Linked DNA regions of Pan troglodytes: region 2 is linked to region 1. The links are chromatin contacts, called in public Hi-C maps. All regions are on one chromosome and are shown on one strand. Each heading gives the region's core, a stretch centred on a gene start, on an enhancer-like site or on the middle of the called end of the contact. The rest is flanking DNA. Distances are from core to core; before and after follow the strand shown.

Evidence for each region. A called contact is a pair of places that touch in the nucleus more often than the background predicts.
Region 2: a contact with region 1 is called in a Hi-C map of induced pluripotent stem cells, with 2.1 times the contacts expected there. The contact joins the enhancer-like site here to the promoter of NR6A1 in region 1. A contact is called at or near these places in 2 of 7 Hi-C or Micro-C datasets (induced pluripotent stem cells and stem cell-derived neural progenitor cells) and 1 of 1 datasets of contacts at active chromatin or transcription factors (stem cell-derived excitatory neurons).

The regions. Positions count from the first base shown.
Region 1 is chr11:13,686,689-13,690,572 of NHGRI_mPanTro3-v2.0_pri, reverse strand. It overlaps NR6A1 (nuclear receptor subfamily 6 group A member 1), which reads right to left and starts at 1,707. Exons shown (of 10, transcript NM_001280163.1): 1 at 1,416-1,707. The coding sequence starts at 1,515.
Region 2 is chr11:13,734,633-13,738,551 of NHGRI_mPanTro3-v2.0_pri, reverse strand. All of the region lies in intron 2 of NR6A1 (nuclear receptor subfamily 6 group A member 1), which reads right to left. Among named protein-coding and RNA genes, the nearest start is that of MIR181B-2, 24 kb to the left of the region's middle. Within about 2 kb of position 1,716, at least 1 of the 24 cell types and tissues checked has an H3K27ac peak or open chromatin away from gene starts, as enhancers often do. A contact at or near this core is called in induced pluripotent stem cells, where this site is marked.

The DNA.
Region 1 (3,884 bases), core at 458-2,957:
GAAATCTGTTACTTGTTAGACACTGTTCGGTCCTAGATCTTTCAGAGAATTGCGAGTTTATGGCGCAGCGAGGGGAGGAGGCACGGATCTCTGAGAGCCTCCCTTTATTCGGAAATGAGGAGATGTGAAGGGTGGAAAACAGGGCAAATAAATAAATCGGGTTTGCCGCCGGAGCGTTTGCCGGCCGGTGCGAGCACCCTTTGTAATGCAGGCCTCCCGGGGCGATCGCCTGCGCTAATTGCTCCAGGGCGCTTTCCAAGTTCAAAAGTTCACCTTTTACGACCTCACAAAAGCTCCTAACACGTTACCAATAAAAACATTCCGCGGCAAACACCGAGGAGGAAAATATCAAACAGATACAAATAAAACATCCCGCAGGGGGAGGGAGCGAAGAGGAGGAGGGCGAGGAAGCCCCGAGGAACCTGAGGACCCGGCCCGGGCGAGGGGGCGAGGGACGAGCGGTAGGAAGTGCCGGGCCAGGTGAGGGATTCTCAGCTCCCAGGGTCCCGGATCGGGACAAGAAAGAGGAGAACTGAGACTAAGAGGTGGGGACCGGGACCTGCCGGGCAGAAGCCGGGAGGAGGCAGGTGTCTGGGGCCCCGGGGCGGGCTGGAGCCCTCGGCCAGGGAAAGCCGTTGCCTGGCGGAGAGGGGAGCTGAGCAGGGGCGGAGACCGGCCAGAGCGCGCGGGGCGTTGAGGAAGGTGAGGCGCAGGGGAAGCAGGAGGCGCGAAGGGGTCCGAAAAAGGAAACGACTGGGGGATGTCTAGCGAACGGGGGTTCGGCAGAGGTAGGGGGCTCGTAGTATTCAAGGAAGAACGCTCGAGGCTGCAGAAGAGGAAAACGCTCTAGAAAGCTGAGCGGTACAAGGGTGCTGTGGAGTCGGGTCAACAGGGCAAGAAGGGAGCGTCCTCGGTGGGAGGAGGAACCCCTGTAGGGGAAAAGAGAGGCTCTGCGTTAAGGGAACCCGAGTGAGGGGATGCCCCCACTGACGGACCGCGGGGGGGACTTCCAAGCTGAGGGGCCCGGGGGGAGGGGAAGGTTCGGCGCTGGGAAGACAGGGGGAGGGGACCCGGGGGGAGGAGGGAGGATTGGTGCTGAGGGGACGGGGGGAGGGGAAGCCTGTGCAGAGGGGACGGGGGGAGGGGGAAATGAAGCTCGGTGCCCAGGGACCCGGGCAGGGGGAGGGTCCGCGCGGAAGGGAACAGGGACGAAGGAGGAGGATCCACCCTGAGCGAGACCGGGGAGGAGAGGGAGGGTCCGCGCCAAGGGGGAACGGGGTGAAGGGCCACCCTAAGGGGCCGCGGGGCCGCTGCGGCTTCCCAGGGCAAGGGTCGGCAGAGAGGAGGGGGATCCCTGGCGGAGGCTCAGGAAGCCGGTTCCTGCCTGGCCCGGGCGTCGCAGGCCCCTCACCCACCGTTGCGCGGCGGCGGAGGGAGCGCGGCGGGCGGCTCCAGGAACCCCGCCGAGCCCCCGCCGCCTCCCCCTCCGCTAGGCGGCGGTTCGTCCCGCTCCATGCGGTGGTGCCTAGGGTCCGCGCTGGGTTTGCTGCTCCGCCATGACGGGCGCCCTAGTCGCCGTGGTCGTCGTCCGCCGAGGGGAGGAGGTTGTCAGGAGCCCGCGAGCTCCCGGCCGCGGCTCTCTCTGGGCCCCGAGCCGCCCGGCTCCGCGCCGCTCCGCGCCCCTCCGCGCCGCGCCCCCTCAGCACTGGCCAGCTCCCTCCCCTGACGTCACACGCCTCTGCCGCGCAAGGCCCTGCGGGGCACGCTGGAAGTTGGAGTCCGCTCTGCGAGGCCGGCCACGCCGACCGCACCAACTGAAGGGGTGGAAGGAGGGATAAGAAGTCCTGAGAAGGGAAAGCTAAAGTCTGTCAATACCAAGAACCATGACAAAGCGTTTGATGTCTATGTAGTAAGCGGATACTTCCGGGCCTTGTCTTGATTGTGATTTCTACCTGATCAAAGTTCCCTAAGAGTCCTCGTAACCCCCCACCCCAACAATGAGTCTTTGCGAGGAGGCGGATCGCGAGGCAGCCGGGTGAGCACGTGCAACGAAGCCCAGCCCTGTGGGCGGGGCCCTGGAGGCGGGGCTTGAAGGTACTCACGTGGGCCTCTCCCTGCCGCTGCGGGACAAATTGGACCGGAGATTAAAGGACCGGAGTTTAACTCGAGGTGACTGCGTTCGTATGCAAATGGAATCTATAAAATTCTTCTTTCCGGGGTAGTCTTTAAAGACTTTTTACCTCCGGGTGGGCGGGAAAGACTAAAGTTTCCCCTCCTCCCCTTTCATTTTCCCCCTGCCCATAGAACAGATGGGCAAACTAAGCTCCGGGCCATTGGGGCTATTAAAGAAAGCCCTAGGCTCTTGACCCCAGGTGTCTTGAAACCTTCCGTTTAAGAGGGATCCCTTGCCCAGCCTTGTTTGCCTTCCCCTTTCCTCAGTTTCCCTATCTGTAAAAGGGGGTTGGAATAAGGACAGGATCAAGTTGGAAGATCGCAAACCCCTGCCCCTCCCACCTCAGTTTCCCGAAGCTTTCCGGAAGCAAAATCCCGAATTTTGCAGCGGCTCCCGGCCGAATTCACCCGCTGCGGCCACCAGGTGGCGCGCGGCCACCGGTCACTAGGCCCGCCGGGGTGTCCGTCTTCGGCGACCCCATCGGGAAAGGATTTCGCTGCTGCCGCCAAGGGTCTAAGGCCTACCTGGCCCACTTGAAGACAAAGAACGAGAACGTTGGTGCTTTGCCCACTTCTGCTCTGCCGGATTATGCTGCAGCTTCCTCGGTGGCCACTCATTCGCCCTCTCCTGCCCCACCCGCCCCACCAATCCCTTAGCCCTTTTTTTTTTTTTTTTTTTTTTTTTTTGCCTAATTTTAAGTCCTCGTCCTGGCATTCGCATCCCTGCTTGGCCTGACCCTTGCCCACATTTCGCACCACACCCCGTCCCTCACCTGCTACGAAAGTTGCAACGCTTCTCTGCACTTGGGGGCAACTGGACCTTACCAACCCTGGTGAAACTGTATTTCATACGTAACCTGGGAGACTTACATTAACGCTCTGCCGTCTAAACCTCATACCTGCTCTATGAGATAGCAACAATATTGTCCCTTTCCAGCACTGATGAAGTCCACCAGAAGTGATGGGGATTCCAGCTCCATTCTGTCACACACCAGAACCTTAATCCTTGGCTCCTTCAAGCTGGAACGCGGCTGACTTCACCTGACCCACTCCCAAACTCCTATTCATCTTTCAAGATCCTGTTCAAATGTTTCTTCAGTGGCATCTTCCTTAATACCTTCCACCGAGGGACAACTAGATCCCCTCTGCTAGGTAGCAGTGTTTCAGGAGCTAAACCCTGTGACTAAGAGAGGACGGCCTGCCATTCCCTCAGCTGTGGGTTCTAAAATACTTTAGGACCTTGCTGGGCGCCGTGGTTCATGCCTGTAATCCCCACACTTTGGGAGACTGAGGCGGGCGGATCACCTGAAGTCAGGAGTTTGAGACCAGCCTGACCAATATAGAGAAAACCCGTCTCTACTAAAAATACAAAATTAGCCAGGCGTGGTGGCGCATGCCAGTAATCCCAGCTACTCAGGAGGCTGGGGCAGGAGAATCGTTTGAACCCAGGAGGCGGTGACTGCGGTAAGCCGAGATGGCGCAATTGCACTCCAGCCTGGGCAACAAGAGCAAAACTCCGTCTCAAAAAAAAAAAGAAAGAAAAAAAAAAGTCAGGACCATCTGGCCTTTCTCAGGAATCTACCTTTTTGTCACAGGTTCTGGTGGTAGTGAGTTCTCTGTCCCTGGAGATGCCATCAGAGCCTAAGTGGCACTGCAGAAACGTGCAGCCCTGGAGTTTCGGTAGTTGATGAAGATTCTAAGTCAACCCTCTT
Region 2 (3,919 bases), core at 467-2,966, 48 kb before region 1:
CACCAAGGTTCTGTGAAAACCTAAGAGTATACGCTCATTTAAAGAAGGCAGCAGGCTGAGCACAGTGGCTCACACCTGTAATCTCAGCACTCTGGGAAGCCGAGGTGCGCGGATTGCTTGAGTCTAGGAGTTGGAAACCAGCCTGAGCAACCTGGTGAAACCCCACCTCTACAAAAAAACACAAAGATTAGCCCACCGCGGTAATGCGCGCCTATAGTCCCAGCTACTCGGGAGACTGAGGTGAGAAGAACTGCTTGAGCCCAGGAGGTCGAGGCTGCAGTGAGCCATGATCGCACCATTGCACTCCAGCCTGGGTGACAAAAGACCGTGTGTCCAATCCATATAAAGAAGGCAGCCACTACTCTGTTCCAGCCAAGAGGTGCCATATAAAAATCTGAGCTCAATGTTAGATATTACAATTTATCAAGAAAGCCAGAAATCCAAAGTTTTTTGAAACTCTTGAACGTTTTTGGGTTTTTTTGAAATGCAGTTTTGCTCTTGTCACCCAGGCTAGAGTGCAATGACGCAATCTCGGCTCACTGCGGCCTCCACCTCCAGGGCTCAAGCAATTCTCCTGCCTCCATCAGCCTCCCAAGTAGCTGGGATTACAAGCATGCGCCACCACGCCCAGGTAATTTTGTATTTTTAGTGGAGACGGGGTTTCACCATGTTGGCCAGGCTGGTCTTGAACTCCTGACCTCAGGTGATCCACCCACCTCAGCCTCCCAAAGTGCTAGGATTACAGGCGGGAGCCACCACGCCCGGCCATCTTGAACATTTTAAATGTTGACAACTAACATGATTTTATTTAAACATCCTGGAAGTCAAACAAAATACATCTATAGGGCAGACTACACTTAGGACATGGAATTTTGTACTAACAGATGAAAAAGATCTTTAACACTGTATTTTCACTTTGAATCTTATTTTGCAGTTTTGATTTTCTTATGCTTACCAACAAAGCACATTCAATTTTGGTTCACAATGACTGTCGGCTCTCTTCAAAGAGAGAGGCTTATCTTTTCTTTCAGATCATATCTGTGACAAATACTGGACCAAAATAAAACAAAAACAAAGTAGCTTCGGGTAAAGAGGCAAAGAGTGGTCCCGGTTGACCAAAGAGTACCCAGAAAGGGCCTCAGTTAGAACTGAGTTATTATAGCCTCAGCATGCTTAGAATATGTGAGATATTTAGAAAAAAAAAGTTAATTTGTAAAACTATGTACAACTTTGAAGACAGTGGCTTTAATCTAGGGTATCCCCCCACTACTGATACGTTTGCCTAACACAGAAGGTTTTCTCTTTGGCAAGAGTTCAAAAAAGGAAGAGAAGAATTCCCATGTATTCCCTTGTTATCAAGCACTGAATTTAAGCAACCCCTTTCAGCTTTTTTTTAATAAAATAAAACAAATGTTTATTAAAAGTCTTTGTCTCATCTGAAAATGTTACTGCAATATTGCTCCCATGGAAAGAACAACTGCAGAACCTAACTAGCCTCAGAATTTCTTCTCATTCCTTCTTAGTCATTCATTAAAATCTCCAGACTTAGATATTCAAGCAATCCCTTCACCCACCAGAGATAGTGGCAGACATCCAAGACTATCCAAGGACCCAACAACCGCCTTTGAATGCAACTATCTTTTCATCAACTGTAAACAAGTGCTAAACTCTCGGCTCCATAGGGAGTCCCTACCAAGTCAGTATAAACTCAAATAGGGGCAGAGGTCAAGGGGATGAGAGTTCACCCTAAGCTCTGGATCTCATACCACCCCTACCCTGATCAAAAGAATCTTTATCAGAAGGGAACTCCTCAGCAAAAGACCACATTCAGAAGGCTTGATCTAGCAGCAATGCCACAGAATCAACTGAAGCTTTGGAAGCAGGCACTCAGAACTGTTATGAATGTGACATAGCAAAATCACTAACAGTGTTGTAGAGAAAAAGGGACATAAAGGGAGGAAACAAGGGAGATTTGTGAACTATCTTAAGTTGCTTCAGGAAAGAACTTACTTGAAAAATAGTGGAATAATCCTGAATCTGAGCCACAGAAGACAACTCGGGAACCTATTCCACAATGAATCCTTCTACTTTGTGTCCAAAACCACCCTAATACACGCAGAAGAGGCCCAGATGACACTTCAAAAATAGTCTTCATTCTTTTACACAAAAACCCTGATTATATATGTTATAAATCATTACACTGCCTTAAAGTCTTCCACCATCAGCATTTGAGATCTGTCACAATCAAGACAGCCAGAGACAGGATAGAAATTAATTATTTAATAAAGCAGGGGCTCTGAAGTCTCAGATACTTCACTAGGTACTTTGGGGTGAGTCATTTAATCTCTTCAGGCCTCATAGTTCTCATCTGTAAGATGGGGATTGTATCTTTTTAAACAAATCTTATGAATGCTTAATAAAAAATGCATGTGAAACATTCTGTGCATAGCAACTATTAGCTATCCTTACTATTATGTGGTAAAAGCCACATCATATTTTGTGTCTGCCTTCCTGATTAAACCAGAGTCCTTTCTGGGCAAGAACTATGTCTCAGCTTGGCACCCAAAGTAGGGAGGGAGAAAAGAACAATAAGTGCGTTAAATGAACTATTACCAAGTCAAACTTAAAATCAGATCATTTTACATGCTATAATCCTTCTCACACTTACTGAATATACGCAAAGTGCCTGGCACACAAGGAATACCAAATACACAAGTAAATGGTAATTTCCTTTTCTTCCTTCATCTGTAACATTCAGTCTTAAGTTCACTCTCTGCAGACATTTGGGCTTATATAAACTACTTTCTGAGACCAAAAATTGTGACACATAGCTTGACAACTAGGAATAAATCCATTAGGACATGTGACAGAATACTGGAATTTTAGGGTACGCTAGCTGAGATGTACACATTTCTCTTTTGTAGCTGGAAGAATCCACAAAAAAATATCTTTGGGATCCCCAGTCACATGACAGTTGAATGCAAAGCCAGAGCAAGTTCGTGGTGCCAGGCTTTCTTTTTATCTTGCCTATTTTTTATCTTGTTTTTTCATCTTGCCTGTTCATCCCACCAACACATGTAGAACTCTCCTTGGTGGGCATCTACCAATATGGCAAGATATACCAAAATTTAATTTACTTTTTTTCTGAGACAGGGTCTCACTCCCGACACCCAGGCTAGAATGCAGTGGTGCAATCTCTTGGTTCACTGCAGCCTCAACCTCCAGGGCCTCAGGTGATCCTCCCACCTCAGCCTCCCAAGTAACTGGGACTACAGGTACACGCCTAGAGTCGGGGTTTCATCATGTTGTCCAGGCTGGTCTCAAACTCCTAGGCTCAAAATAATCTGTCCACCTTGGCCTCCCAAAGTGCTAGGATTACAGGTGTGACCCACCGCACCCAGCACTTAACTTTCAAGTCTCTTTTAAAATACTCATATAAATATATATACATACACACTATATTACATATAGTGACATATACTATATATTAATACATACTATTTATTATACACATTATATATATGCTATATCATTTATATAGGTCCTTGATCATTAGAATATACTTTATTTTTTAAAGTCTGAGTAAACAGGAATCCATGGTAATAGTCAGATTTTAAATTCTACAAACTTTTTCTTCAGTATGCTTTCTGTAAGACCTTGCTTTTGACCAAAAAGAAAGTGTGTAATTCGAGTATCTGTTTTAAATAAGCAGAAGGTTAACTTGTTCAGTCTCCTAAGAGGTTAAATGTGTTGGCAGATGATCATTTGGGAAGTTACCTGCTATTGGCTGGGGAAGAGGACCAAAACACCCTAACAGTCACTGAGATGGTAAAGAAGTCCCGACCAAAAGAGTCAGCAGCATATGAGCTCTTCTATTCCTGTGACTGAACTATGTAATTGAGTCTATGGTCAAACACTC